Regions from separate parts of the Mus musculus genome. Here region 1 is linked to region 2. Evidence: chromatin contacts called from public promoter capture Hi-C data. All regions are on one chromosome and are shown on one strand. The core of a region is the stretch at or near the end of the contact, and the rest is flanking DNA. Distances in the headings are between cores, read along the strand shown.

The links. Capture Hi-C pulls out chosen DNA fragments and counts their contacts.
Region 1: a promoter capture Hi-C map of pancreatic islet shows a contact between it and region 2. The contact joins two enhancer-like sites. A contact is called at or near these places in 2 of 115 datasets of contacts at active chromatin or transcription factors (embryonic stem cells and large pre-B cells) and 5 of 9 other capture datasets (adipose tissue, embryonic stem cells, embryonic trunk and 2 more).

Annotation. Positions count from the first base shown.
Region 1 is chr1:43,054,979-43,062,115 of GRCm38.p6, forward strand. Tgfbrap1 (transforming growth factor, beta receptor associated protein 1) reads right to left here. Exons shown (of 12, transcript NM_001357299.1): 6 at 4,902-5,243; 7 at 4,120-4,177; 8 at 1,634-1,777. Gm28782 (a long non-coding RNA gene) reads left to right here. Exons shown (of 2, transcript XR_865397.2): 1 at 1-1,452; 2 at 1,907-2,156. Among named protein-coding and RNA genes, the nearest start is that of Gm28782, 3.9 kb to the left of the region's middle. Within about 2 kb of position 3,068, at least 4 of the 459 cell types and tissues checked have an H3K27ac peak or open chromatin away from gene starts, as enhancers often do. A contact at or near this core is called in pancreatic islet, where this site is marked.
Region 2 is chr1:42,884,562-42,891,156 of GRCm38.p6, forward strand. Mrps9 (mitochondrial ribosomal protein S9) reads left to right here. Exons shown (of 11, transcript NM_023514.4): 5 at 3,146-3,225. Among named protein-coding and RNA genes, the nearest start is that of Gm23126, 21 kb to the left of the region's middle. Within about 2 kb of position 5,045, at least 36 of the 459 cell types and tissues checked have an H3K27ac peak or open chromatin away from gene starts, as enhancers often do. A contact at or near this core is called in pancreatic islet, where this site is marked.

The DNA.
Region 1 (7,137 bases), core at 1,818-4,317, 170 kb after region 2:
CTGTTAAGATTATCCCAAATAGAGACTTTTTCTTGCAAAGATTAAGTGGGAAAATCCAGAAAGTATGAAAACTCACAGTGAGCTCTTGGTTCTCTGAACACATTGTCTGGCTAGTAGATTATTTACTGTGCTTGGCTAATTTGCCATCTGAACCTTCCAGGCTGCCTTCCGATGCTGCCATAAGGAGCACCCTGGATCAATTTTCCCTTCTGAGGAAATACTAAGACCATTAGACCTTGTTGGGTTCCCCTGGGCACTAAAATGTGTACTACTGCTTGCTCACATGTGTATATGTATACATACCCTGTGAACCCCAAACATGAGACACACGGCACAGCTACAGGTCTGGATTGTGTCTCAGCTTTGCTTGACTACAAGACCTTGAAAGAGTCTGTTAGCCCCATCTGTGAACCACACTCTTCAAGAGATGACAGAGGTCAAGTGGAGGGCCAACATGTGACACACAGAATAATCTCTGTGTGTTTGGCTGTGATTGCTCTGCAATGGGAAAGGATCACCACAGGACCATGTGCAGGTGCATTCTACAGGCAAACACAGACATAAAGGATGAATGGAGAGGCCAGTGAGCAGGCTTAGCAGGTAAAGGTCCTTCCTGCCAAGCTTGACTATCTGAGTTCAATTCCTGAGATACACACAGTAGAAAGTGAGACTTCAGCTGTCCTCTGACCACCATACAGCATGGCACATGTATATACATGTATGTGCACAAATACACACAAACGAATGCATAAATGTAATCTTAAAATGTTTCAATATGGAAGGAATAGGGGCTCTGACCTAGCTAGGAAGTGGAGTAGACAGCGGGAATCTGCTCTGTCCTGCCCTGACTTAGGGTCTGATCTTGTCTCTGCAAGGGAAGCCAAGAAAATGGATCTTCTATGCTTGCTGCCTTAGTCTCAGTAACTCGTGAGCCTTTTAAGGTCTCTGTCCCTCTGTCCTGAGCATGCTGCCTTTGAGTCGTGATCCCTTTGGGGGAGCTGCATATCAGACATCCTGAATATCAGAATCTACATTATTATTCATAACAGTAGCAAAATTACAGTTGTGAAGTAGCCATGAAGTAATTTTATAGTTGGGGGTCACCATGACATGGAGAACTGTATTAAAGGGTCACAGCATTAGGAAAGCTGAGAACTGCTACTGTAGAGCCAAGAGCCAACAGCTGCTTTTTCACTATTGTCTTGTCTCAGCCTCCAAGATGAGCCAGGCCATGTACACGACACTTGACACCTCCAAGTCCACAGCCTCTTAGAAACAGAAGAGGACAATGGTCTTCCTGATGTGGCCCAGATCTGAGCCACTTCTTGCAGAAGACCAGCCTGTGTAGAGTAAGAACCTGCATGCATCCCAGAGAACAAAATGCAGACTTGTTCCCTGACAAGTGCAGAGAGAACTGTAAGAGCACTTCCTGAACACCAGCGGCGTGAGAAGGTGAGGCCTCTGCAGAAGCAGACTGTGCCACGTGCTTATGCTCAAAGGACGGCATTCAAAAGGGGACAGCGTAAACAGGAGGAGGACGAATGTGGCTTTTTGCCCCTCCACCTAAAGTTGAGGGGGGCGTTGGTGTCTTTCTAGCAGCCATTCCTAAGAGAATGCATTTATGAACACAAACCTCCTCACTTTTCTGCAGCAGCCAGTCAGCATGGGTCCACACCAGCTCTTGGTCTAGGCAGTAGGTAAGGAAATCAACGATGTATTCATACAGGTCCGAGCGTGTAGAGTCCTGGATGTCCCCATTCACAATGTTCACCCACAACTGAGAAGAAATAAAAAACAACAACAACAAAAAAAAAAATGTAGAGCTAGAACATTATGTATTATGTAGAATTCGCTGAGAAAATGTTTGTTTTCTTACTTGGTCTCTCATTATTTTCAAATCACACAGGATGAAACATCCCTCACATGAAAATCTATAAGCTGAGCATTCACAAGCATGCTGACAGTGCGGCCTGGATCGCTGGGTAGCTGACTGGGGTACCTCTAGCTTCCCATGCACTACTTCAAAATCTGAAAAGCTCAAAAACCTAAGACAACTCAGACCCTGAGCATTTTGAATAAAGACTGATATAGTAAAGAGAGCTATAAATTCTAAACTCTGTTATAATATTTTTAAGAAATAAATCAGAAAACCCAAATGTGCCAAAATCTAATTTTTCAAAATTTGAGATGATGCTAGATGTGGAAAATTCCATACCATCAAACTTGATTTTGAGCACAGGCTTATACAAATTATTTTCATGCTATTTGTGTAAGACACAAGTGAAATTTAGTTTACACTTGGGTCTTATGTCCAAGACACTTCCTTTTGTAAATGTAAATAATTCAAAATCTAAAATAACCTGCAATATGGTGGTGATCCCCCAACTAAAGCTGATTAGAATGCTCAGTGCATTCTTGTTTTCTTCAGAACTGAATTCACCGGTTAAATAATTGAATCAAAGGTCCACTGAAAAGTGTTGATTTTTTTTTAAATGGAATTTTCACCTCTCCTGAAGATGTGCTCCATATGATTCAAGTATGCAAATCTTTCTCCACAGCTGTGCTAATAGCATTACAACGTGCATGCAGTAATTCTAAAGATGCCACTACTATGTCTTAAAGAAATCAACATTCTGTCTACCATATCCAAGCCTGCTCTTGGCCTTGAGGCATGTGTTGATGGAAACTCATCACAGAGTGTTTTCTTCACTCTGAAATTATGCTCTTGTGGTGCTTTAGCAAAGAGGCTGCAGACTAAACTCAACAAGGCATGGACAAAGACAGGGAGGGAGCTGATGTTACACAAGAGGCTCACAGGAAGCTAGCACCCAATGCAGTCTGAGAGGTAACAGGGCAGAGAGGAGAGCATCCCCCAGGGTGTGAGAAGATACTGCAAAGATCAATGGAAAGCTGTAAGGTGCAGGCCAAGAGACAAGGCTAACAAATCGATGCCACTCAGTTCAGACTCAGCATCCCTGCCGGCCTTCACCTCACTCCTCCCTAGGGCAGGAGCATGAGCTTGCTCAGCACTGGCTCTGTCCTGGTGCCATAAGGGAAGCAACTACCCAGCTCACTAGCAACAGTTGCTGTTACTAACAGCAGAAACTATAACACAATTGCTACCTGCCACCTGCCACCCTGAGTTTCTAAGGTAATGTCATATGCCTGCTGGCTCAGCAAAAATATCACATCCAAGCTAATTCAAGCAAATTTTGTAAAATCAGAGAAAAGCAGTGGATATTAGCACTTAAGAAGGGTGGTGGAATTTGGGGGCAGAGGGATGCTAGACACAGGTTACTAAAATACAGTTAGAGAAATGATCCCTAGTGTTCTGTGGCTCACTGGGGTGAATAAAGGCACTAAACAGATGAGCTCTAAGTTCCCCAGCACAGAGAGACAGTGAACATCTAAGAAGTTGTTAGGATCCCAATGACTGTGACTGAATCCCTTGCCAAGAAAGGTGTATAGTTACTAAGTGTCAGCTAATTTTCTAAATATATATATATATGCTTATGTGTATGTATGTGCCCATGTATGCGTATGCCATATGTGTATAGTGCCCATGAAGGCTAGAAGAGGGGCCAATCCCTAGAATCAATCTGGAGTTATGAGGGTGTGAGCCTCCCAGGACGGATGCAGGAGTGGACTAGAGTAGAGCAGCAACCGCTCTTAGCTCCAGGCCCCCTTTCGATTCTTTAAAAGAAAATCAACCTTGTTTTCATTTCAATTTTCACAAACTCAATCTTGATAATGCTCTTTAAAGAGAATTAAAGAAATCACTTCTTGGCCTTTTTGTAAGAACAAATATTGGGACTTAAAGTCAACACTTCCCAGAGAGTTCACTTTTGAAAACACTATTATATTCGTTCTCTGCAGAAAAGACCAGATCAGGTAAAAGTGCTTTCTATGGATTAATGGGTTTTTAAAAAGAAACACAAAATTATAGGTTACTGACCCAAAATATGTGTAAACATGGTAGTGTAAATGCCTCGGTATATATGGAGTCCGAGACTAATTTTCAAAAGTTGGTTCTGCTGACACAACGGGTTATGAGGTTCAGAGGCGGGGATCAAGCTGAACAGTTGGTGCTTTTATGTACCAAGCCACTAGTCAACTCACCTGAACCGCAGAGGCATCTTGTTTGTTGTAATGATAGAGCAGCCCCAGTGCAAAGTACCTGGAAGAGAAAAGGGTGGAAATGATGACCAAGGATGTGCTGTATGGCCTGGGACACACACCGCTCACGCTCTGCCCATGTCTTCCTCAGGAGGTGGCTCTTGGAGAGGTCAGGCCTCCTTAGAGAGACACAGCTCAATATATTGAAGTGTCAGTTGAAACCTTCCCTTTTAAATCTCTGGGCACATTTCACAACTTCTTATAGATAGAGCATCCTGAGTCACCACCACCAGGTGTCGGTGTGCACTGGATTTGAAACCAAACAGGCTGAGCAGCCCTAATCTGAAATCTGAAACCTGAAATCCACCAAAACACTGTGACCTAAGGGAGCTTGATCAACAAGGTCAAGAAGGCTCAGCTCTTTACTCAGATGCCGTTCACCTTGGCTATGAGTGACTCAACTGCATTATTACTACCAAGTCTCATCTTCCAAGCTTGTCCTGGTCTGACAACACTACTAACCAAGCTCACAGTAATTCATGTTGCACTTTCCAACATGAAGGAGGAGGACGAGAGTGACTCTCTCTGAGGCCCTTTAGATCAGGAGGACATCGTCATCTGAGGACTGTTTGCTGCCCATTGCCACAAGGACTTCTTGGTGATCTTGATTTCTCATCCAAACCCAATGCTGGCTGAGTGAGTCTCACAGCATCTCCTCAAGGGGCCTCATGGGGTGCAAGAGGGCTGGAGTGAAAGCCTAACCACATGGGGCTGAGAACACTCACTTTTTGTGCTTCTCCAGCCAGGCAGCACTGTCTGTCAGCAAGCAGAAATTCTCAGTGACCAAGAGGTCCAGGAGGCTGTCGTGGTCAGCCTCTGCATACAGCTTGAGCAAGGCCGTGTCGATGTCTTCCTTGTAGCCATTAGCTACCTCTGTGCTGCGGATTTCATTCAGGTAGCTCATGAGGAAGCGCTTGCACTTGGCCATCTTCTCCTGGTCACCTTGGGTCAGCTGGTTCAGGTCTGCGTACTCATGAAGAGGAGGGTGAGAGCGGGTGAAGGAGGAGGAGGTGGGCAGCAGAAAGGGGTAGAGAGAGATCAGCTCCCGGACATCCAGCTGGCTGCTTCTGCAATTACAGTGTCAAACTAAATGAAGCAAAGAGAGAGAGAGAGTACACATAGGCACACTAACAACACTGGAGGGCAGTGCCTGGAGGCACATGTTAATGGGTGTGAATGTGGCCAAGCGAGCATCCTAATCTGCTACTACCAATGAAACACTACCAAACATGGTTCCAAAAGGAGCAGAGGAGACAAGGGTGAGGAACATGTACAGATGACTGGTGAGTGCAACATCAAGACACCTGCACTGTGAGGGAAACCCAGGCAGCCCTGGGATTCCTCAGGCAAGACCGAACTATGCCAAGAACAAAGTGGCATCAATCTGAGGCAGGACAAACAGCATCTTCCTGATGCTGAATCCCAAATATTCAGTGGTACTTGAATAAGAGACTTTCTCCTACCTTGGGCCGTGCTATTACTAACATCTAGTAGGCACAATCTAGGGATGAACGCACTACAATATGCCAGACAGCCCTGCCCCAACACACTCACAATAAAGAACCATCAGGCCTAAGAGCCAAGAGTGTCGGGGTTAAGACACTGAGGGCTACAGGAGGGCTCCTGAGACAGGAAAGTTCTGCTCACTGCTCACTCCAGGGTGAACCTGTTGAAGGAAGAGTCCTCGCCATGCAGTGCTTACTGGCCAGAATAGTCCCCGCACTGGACGGGAGGGGTCCCTTCCAAGCTTGAAGGGCTCTTCAGAAGCACTGCCCCTCTGATGCCCTTGTGACCTTCATTCTAATACTTTGACCAAGTTGGCTAAATGGTATGAAGACAGACTGAGAACCTCCAGAAGACACGCAGCTTGGGTTCCATACATGAACAACAATACGTGGGCTTTCTCACAGATGCCAAGCATGATGAGCTAGGAGTACAGCCTCTGGCACAGTTACGGGGTGGAGTCTGAAGTCAGGGCCCAGCACAGGAACAAGAAGGTCAAAGGCAATCACTGCTGTCTGAGAAGCTCCTTACCCAGACATCGGCTCTCAGTGACTCTGTGACAAGGCGAGTGAGCAGTCACCAGCGTACTGCTGTGCTGTTGAGAGACTAATATGGAGGCCTAAGAACCTCGTCCTAAAGACAGACTGGCCCAGCTTCAGCTCTCTCACCACAGTGGGGGACTTTCCAGGCACATATTCATGGGTATTCATCTTAGACTGACCACAGTATGTACTGGCAGCACCTATGATGTGAAACTCAAGGGCAATGACACTGTCAGGACAAAACAAGATTTGCTGAGGTGTGACTGAGCAAGGACTCTACTTAAATTGAAGACCGCCAGTCTTTAGAGGACCAGACAGTGGCAGCACCTGGACTGGCATAGTTAAAAGTACTACTGGGAGGAAGCTCAAGAAATGGCTTCCTCCCTCAGAGACCTGTTCCATACACCCCATTTTTGTGACAGAGGAAGACATCAACTCTGCTGTGTGTTTCAGCACATCCTTGAGACATAAGCAACCATCCTCAAGGAAGGGCAGAAGAGCCTAGCAGAGAGCATCCTGCTAAGTTCCCTGGGTTGTACAGGCTCTGTACAGAGCTCTCTATGTATGTTGTTTGCTAGAAATCTCTAGACCACAGCCTAGCAGGTGCAACCCCATTTCCCCAGAGGATGCTGAGTAGCCATGGTCCCAGGAACCCACTCACCAGTAAAGTACAGATACAAGGGCAAGTGTAATGATGAGGGTGTGGTTCCTACATAGATGGATAAGGAAAACGAAGAGCAGGACAGACTATGAGAATGCAAATGGGCAACTGAAAAGGAGAGAAGACAACAGAGAAAAGGGATGCCTGGGAGGGCCCACAGGAGAATCAGTCAGAATGGCAGGAGGCTGTCTTCCTAAAGACAGATTCACTTCCTGAGTATGCCAACCGGGCATATACCATCTAGAAAGTCTATAT
Region 2 (6,595 bases), core at 3,795-6,294:
GCTAGTAATATTTTATTTTGAGTATGAATGTGTTTGTGTTCCTGTCACTGCATTCATGCAGTGCCCATGGAGGCCAGAAGAAGGCATTAGACCCTCTGGAACTGAGAGTTACAGACAGTGAAGAGCTGTCGTGTCAGTGCTCGGAAGCAAAGTCCTCTGTAAGAGCAGCTTACCCTAGCTATCAAGATGACAGAAAATCAGAAAACATAAAGATCATAAATTATTTTCAAGGTTAAAACTTTTCATTGACAAGAAGACACCAGAAAATCTGCATGAACTTTGATATGGGCTTGATTTCTAAAATAAATTATTCTTGTATATTAGCCCCCCTCCCAAACAAACAAACTGGATGGGAAAATAAGCAAAGAGTAGCGTGCAGCTTGTAAATGAAAGCAATAAAAGTAGCCAGTAAGCACTGTAAAATACCTAAGGTCAGAAATGATGCCCTACAAAAACAGTAACCAGGACTTTTTTCACTTCAGAGAGTAGGAAGTATAAACATTATGAAGCAATTATTTGAAAAAATTTAAATACTTATCATAAAGTTCCTGAATAAAATCTTAGAATCATACCATCATATAGGCAGTAAAAGTATTGTGTTAACTCATTAGTCTGGAAAAGCAACTAAAAAAGTTTAGTGTAAATACAATAGAATGCCATATTTGTTTATAAAAAAGGAGGTGGACTGTGTGACTGACTGTGCATACAGTAGGGTGGCAAGGGCGAGGCCAGCCATCATTACGTGGTGAGCAGCGAGCCTCACTGCACAACTACACTGCTGAAACCCAAAACAAGTAGAGCCAGCAAGATGGCTCATCAGGGGAAGACACTGGCCACCAAGCCTGATACCCTGAGCTCAGTTGTAGGACCCACAGGGAGTATCAGAGAATGGGTTCACACACCATTATGCCCCTCCCTCAAATAAGTAATTGTGTATCAATTTTTGTAAAGCAAATACAAACCACAGCATCAAATAATTAGGCAAATGTTGTCCCATTATGTGAATGCACAAAATGAGTTTACAAGTGTTGACTTTCTTTCACCTTGCCTCTGGCCAAGGAATCCTTACTTTTAATCTTTAATAGAGTAGTATGTTACTTGTGTAATTTAACTTACCTGTTTTGAACTCTATGACAGGGAACTAAATGGGAGAGGCCTGTATCAACAGCAGACATACTCTGCTTAGAACTACAGGAACATGGACAAGATTTTCATGGAAAATTAAGCTAAAAATCTTAAGGGAACACCTGACAAGTGAAAAAAAGAAAAGATGATGATGATGAAGGAAGGAAGGAAGAAAAGAAAGATAATAGCCCAATGTTTCTCTTTACCTTTTCCCTCCCTGTGTTGGCCAGTGAGCCAAGGCACTCCTCATGCTTAGATAAATAATGTCACTGAAGCCCAGCTACATTCTTGCTGGTTTCCTAGACTAGTTTTTGAATTGCCTGTCCCATTGGATCTGGCTCTGTCTTCAAAATTACTAACTGGCTATGGTTAGTAGGTGTTTGGGGGAGATCGCATTATGCTTGAAGGTGTTAAGAGTAGTGAGGGGTTTTGTAAGGAAGAGTGAGGCTGGCTTCCTGTAACTATCGGAGCAGAGACAGAAAGACAAGTAATACGCGAGCAGCCCACGACAGTGCAGCTTAGCCAGACGTTAGGAGTTTGAAGCTTCTCACGTGTTAGCAGCGTTAAGAACAGAGTGTACCTGAAAACCATTACGTTCTGATGCATGCTGTGATACAGTAAGCTTTGTAGTCTGTCAAAGTAGCAATAGTGCATCGCAAACTATTATACTGTAGATTGAGTTAATCGTCTATGATTAGCAAGAATGCATGTGTGTGCATAGAGTTTATGAAGTCTACATTTGTGAGCACAAATGCACACAGAGCTGTGATTCAAGGTTCTACCCAAACTTAACAGTGGTCTTAGCATCACCAGGATGCTTGTCTGGCTTTGTTGGTTTTGCTTACTTTCTGACTGACTTGAACTATGCAATGAGAATCCTTTGTATAGAGTGCAGGTTCAAGTACTGGGTAATGCGGAAGACAGCATGGAGCATGTGGAAATGCCCTGGAAAGTGTTCAGCCACCTTACCTCGCATGGCTGTTCTTTTCAGTCCAAACCTTTTCAACATTCATTCAGTGTTGTTCCTCCATTTTAAGTATATTCATAATCCAATAATAATTATCCTCAGAGAAGAAAAAAGTCCTGCATATACAAGTATTTGAACAGAAAAAAAATGTTTACTATTTAAAAACAAAGGCTTTCTGCTTCCCAAGTACAAATTCTAGATACATTGAATACCCAAATATGACAGTGATCAGAATTCCAGAAAAAAAAAATAGGAAAATAAGTGTGTTCTGGCGGAGATGGATGTTGTTTGGAAACGGTAAAGGAAGCCTGTTTGTACAGGAGCTTGTGGCCTCCAAAGATCCACAGCACACGGCAGCTGTCAGTGTGTCTGCTGTAAGAACAGGTCATGAGAAGCCATACATGTTTAGCCAGGTTAAACATTTCTGAAGAGTGGGCTCAGTGGTGAATACTGCCAGGAAGTACCAGGTCCCACTGTTATACTGATCATAGCATATGGGGGGGGGGGTGCTTATACTATGTAGTAAGCCAGGGGATATGATTTTCTCTGTTTTCTCTTGACACAAAGTTTCCCCCTTATGTTGTGGCTGTTTTCAACTCTCTGTGGGAGCTTACAATGGGGTTGGAATAAATGATATAACAGGCAGGCTGTCCAGTGCAGGTGTGTTGTGCTGGGCTGCCTCAAATCTCGGAATATGCTCACTGACTTATTGACTGTCATTTTTCATTTGAAAAATGTGGAACCTAAATACTTTTATTCTAACAAAGTGATTTGTGTTATCTTATAGATTTTATTTAAAACAAATGAAATAGCTCTTCAGGATGGAATATTTTATTAAGTACAGACATTGTTTTCTGCTAAATAATATGAAACAATAACTATCCTAAGCATTTACATATTAAATATGCTAAATACATGCATTTTAAATATGGATAATTTTGTTATTTTAGATACTTTTGATAAGCTAATCTGAATCACAGATGTAGCCCATACTATCATTAGACTCAAAGTTTGGTTTATCTCTGTACATGTTTTTGTTTTTATTTTCATTAGCAACCCAGTGGGGAGAAGATGGCCGTCCATTTCATTTTCTCTTCTATACTGGCAAACAATCGTACTATTCATTAATGCACGTAAGTATATTTATTTATAAGCTATAAAACTCTTGTGGAGACTTCTCTCAGTGTCAGAACTCTCTCAGTGTCAAGGACTTGCCGAGGTTTCTGATGAGAACCTCCTGTGCTGCCTCAGCCGCTGCATCAGTGTCTATCCCGAAAGTGCTCCTGCGCCGCGTTCAAGTCCTGTCCAGGTGAGGGACCAGCGTGCTGTCAGGATTGTGAGGGCCTATGTCTGCTTTGCTTCTGCTACTCGTATTACAGGTTGGACCCTCCATTGGTCAGTGCAGTGTGTGAGAGAGAATCCAGCTCACAACAGGCTTAGCGGTGAGGTCCTACTGTGCTTTTGCTTTTCAGTATACTGGGGGATTTTGTTTTGTTGCCTTCCGCGAGAACTGTGTCATAGTATGGGAATTTGAGGGTGGTCCCCAAAACTGCTTTTAGAAAAAAAAAAGGTGGATGCTGGTCATCATTTTTAAAGACAGAACACATTATATTTTTAGAAACATGGTGTCAAGTTCTGTTTTATCCATACTGTGACTTTTAAAGCTATGGAGATATTTATGGGGCTTTCCCCATTCACAGTCAGAGGCTGGGGCCTCTGCACTCACTCCTCTGCCTCTAGGCCGATCTGCTGTTTATTTGTGCTTCACAAACCCAACGGACGAAGTCCCCACTTGTCAGGTACATTTATTTCTTAGGGAAAAAAAGAAAACCTTCTTTTCGCTTTTTGTTGACCTTGGGCAAATGAGCTTCGTGCCCTGGCAGAAATGAAATGAATGACAAATGTTGAGTGTGTCTTTGCTGAGTAATGGGGCTGTGCTCCGGCTTCCACGGAGCCTCCCGCGCACAGCCCGCGGCTGCCCGAGGACCCCTGCTGCTCATTTAAATAGGTATGTCAAATCTGCCTCCAAACGCCGCTGGTTTGATCTGTGGTAATATTTGTGAAGGTTCCATATGGACTTGAGCCCCCTGCAGTGCTAAGAAATAATGTACAACGCTTCATGGTGCAGACGCAAATTTCCCCTGAAAAGGGATGCAGTGCCGCGTTTTAGCTGTCGGAGGGGATGATGGAGCTGACGCGCTAGGCCTGTCAACTTGTTACACGGATGGGTTGCACGCAGCGAAGCTGTGGAAAATCTGTGCCTTTTAACTTTTCTACTTAATCACGGTTGTAGCATTGCCTTTAGACTGTATGCTACATTAATTCTCTTCCTGCCTTCTGCCTTCATCCCAAGTTTCACGGGAAAAAGTAAAGTGTGCAGGTCTTACAGAGGAGCCTTATCAAACAGCTGTCATCTGACAAGCCATTTGCATTTGTTTTGGCTGAAATGGAGCAACCCAAGGGCAAGATCTTTTGTTGCATTCCATCATAATGAAGAAATTACACATTGTGTAAGAGGCCTGGCTTTATTTTTAGTTTGCTTGTGTGCTTTAAAAGGTATTGCTCCAGAAACTGATGGGATAGAATTTTACCGTACTCTGACTGAAATGTCAAATTATATTTGACTAATAAATGCTCTTCCCCTGGGTTGGGCTGAGTTTTGTTGCACATAGGAGATTTCTTTAGGCTTTTAAATTTCGTTAACTCAGGAAACTCTGTTTGCCAGTCACATCAGCATCACTTATGGCAAATGCCATTAATTAGAGCCACACTCACAGCCATATCATCTCATAGAGCACACACATCACTGGCTTCTGAGGTGATTGTACTTTGAAATCCTCTAAGTGTTCACTGCTCAGCCTGCAGAGGCACTTTCATGCTGAAGTGAGCACTGCACTTAAAGTCCAACAGAAGCAGGCCAGCTGGTAGGCTTTCTCTCCTTTGTTCCGCCCTAACATCCTGCGGTGGGGTTGCCTTCCCTCTGCCCCAGGCAGCGCAGGAAGCAGCCCCCAGAGAATGACAGGCTGAAAGCCTTAGGAATGAAGCTTTGTCGCTACCATTTGCTTTTGCAGGTACAATTTTCTCTCAGGGTGACAGGGGAAAGACACTCGGCCAAACAGCCTTTCCCACGTCTGAGCAGCTGTAATTGTGTGAGGCAGGACAGTCCGTGGCCAGGCTTGTTGATAAGGGAACTGATCTCAAGCCTGTGTGCAGCTGTGTGAGGAGACCTTTCTCAGCTCTATGAACCTTTCTTATTGTTTACAATCGTGCTGAGTCTCTTTCATATGGTTGGCTTTTTGCATAGCAAGTATATGTACCTCATTACAACTAGTCTAAGATAGCTCTGATGCATACTGCAGTTAAGAACAGCATATAAACTAGACTAGGCATGGTGATGCACGTCTTTAATACCAGCTCTCGGAAGGCAGAGGCAGGCAGATCTTTGAGACTGAAGCCAGCCTGGTCCTCAGAGTGAGTTCTGGATTAGCCAGGACTGCATCAAAGACCCTGCCTTTAAAAATAAAAGGCAAAACCAGTATATAGCTAAGCATGACCCGTGTAAGCTCAGCATTTGCAGGGCAGGCCCAAGAGGATGGCTGCAAATTCAAGGCCAGCCTGTTCTGCACAGGGAATTCCAGGCCAGCAAAGAAAGTTAGCAAGACCCTATCTCAAAGTTTAAAAAAGGGGGGTGGGGTGGTATAGAATGCTTTAGTGAATACTGTTTCCTGTTCCTGTACAGCTAGCTCATCGATTTTGGGGACATAATGAGATTTGTGAGGAAGAATGACCATGAGAGAAACATGTATCGCATTTGTCCCTATGAGGAAATGAAGCATACTGGGGGGCAAGTATGGAATGAAGGCACCCTTGGATCTATGGGGTGCTCTCATGTCACACGCTAAGGGCTCCTTTGCAGGTCTGTTGCATACCCAACGTTGCTGTGGACATAATGACTCCTCAGTAAAAATCCTGTTAGCAAGATGTACATTTATAATGAAAACCTGTAAAACAATCTTGACACAACTTCTTAAACAATTAAAAGTGGTTTTAAGAAATAAGAGACTTCCTGGGTTTTTTGGAATGGCTCTGAAGAGCTGCCTCCACCTGAGCTGCCTTCTTTATTGAAACTTTATGGTTGCATTCCCTCAGGAGCCACTTAAGCAGGAAGACGCGCGTACTTCTCAGGCGTGAGAAGCTGCAGCCTAGGTTTCAAGAACAGAAGATGGGAAAGAGCAGGGACAGAAATTTCCTGGAAATGCTGAGCAGAGGACAGAGAAGGATTCCAAGAGTGATAGATGTGTGTTTGGAAAAGAAAATAGGCTGTGGCTCTGACAGATGAGCCTCTGGACCCCATCCCTAGCACCGTGACGTGAAATTGCTATAGAGCAGATATGCAAGCAGTGGCTGATCTAGAGAGACCTTTATTTATGACTCGGTGAGATGGACAGAGGGCTGGGCCAGGAGTAAAGGCTGGTATAGCCTTGACCTTAGCCCGGCTTTCCC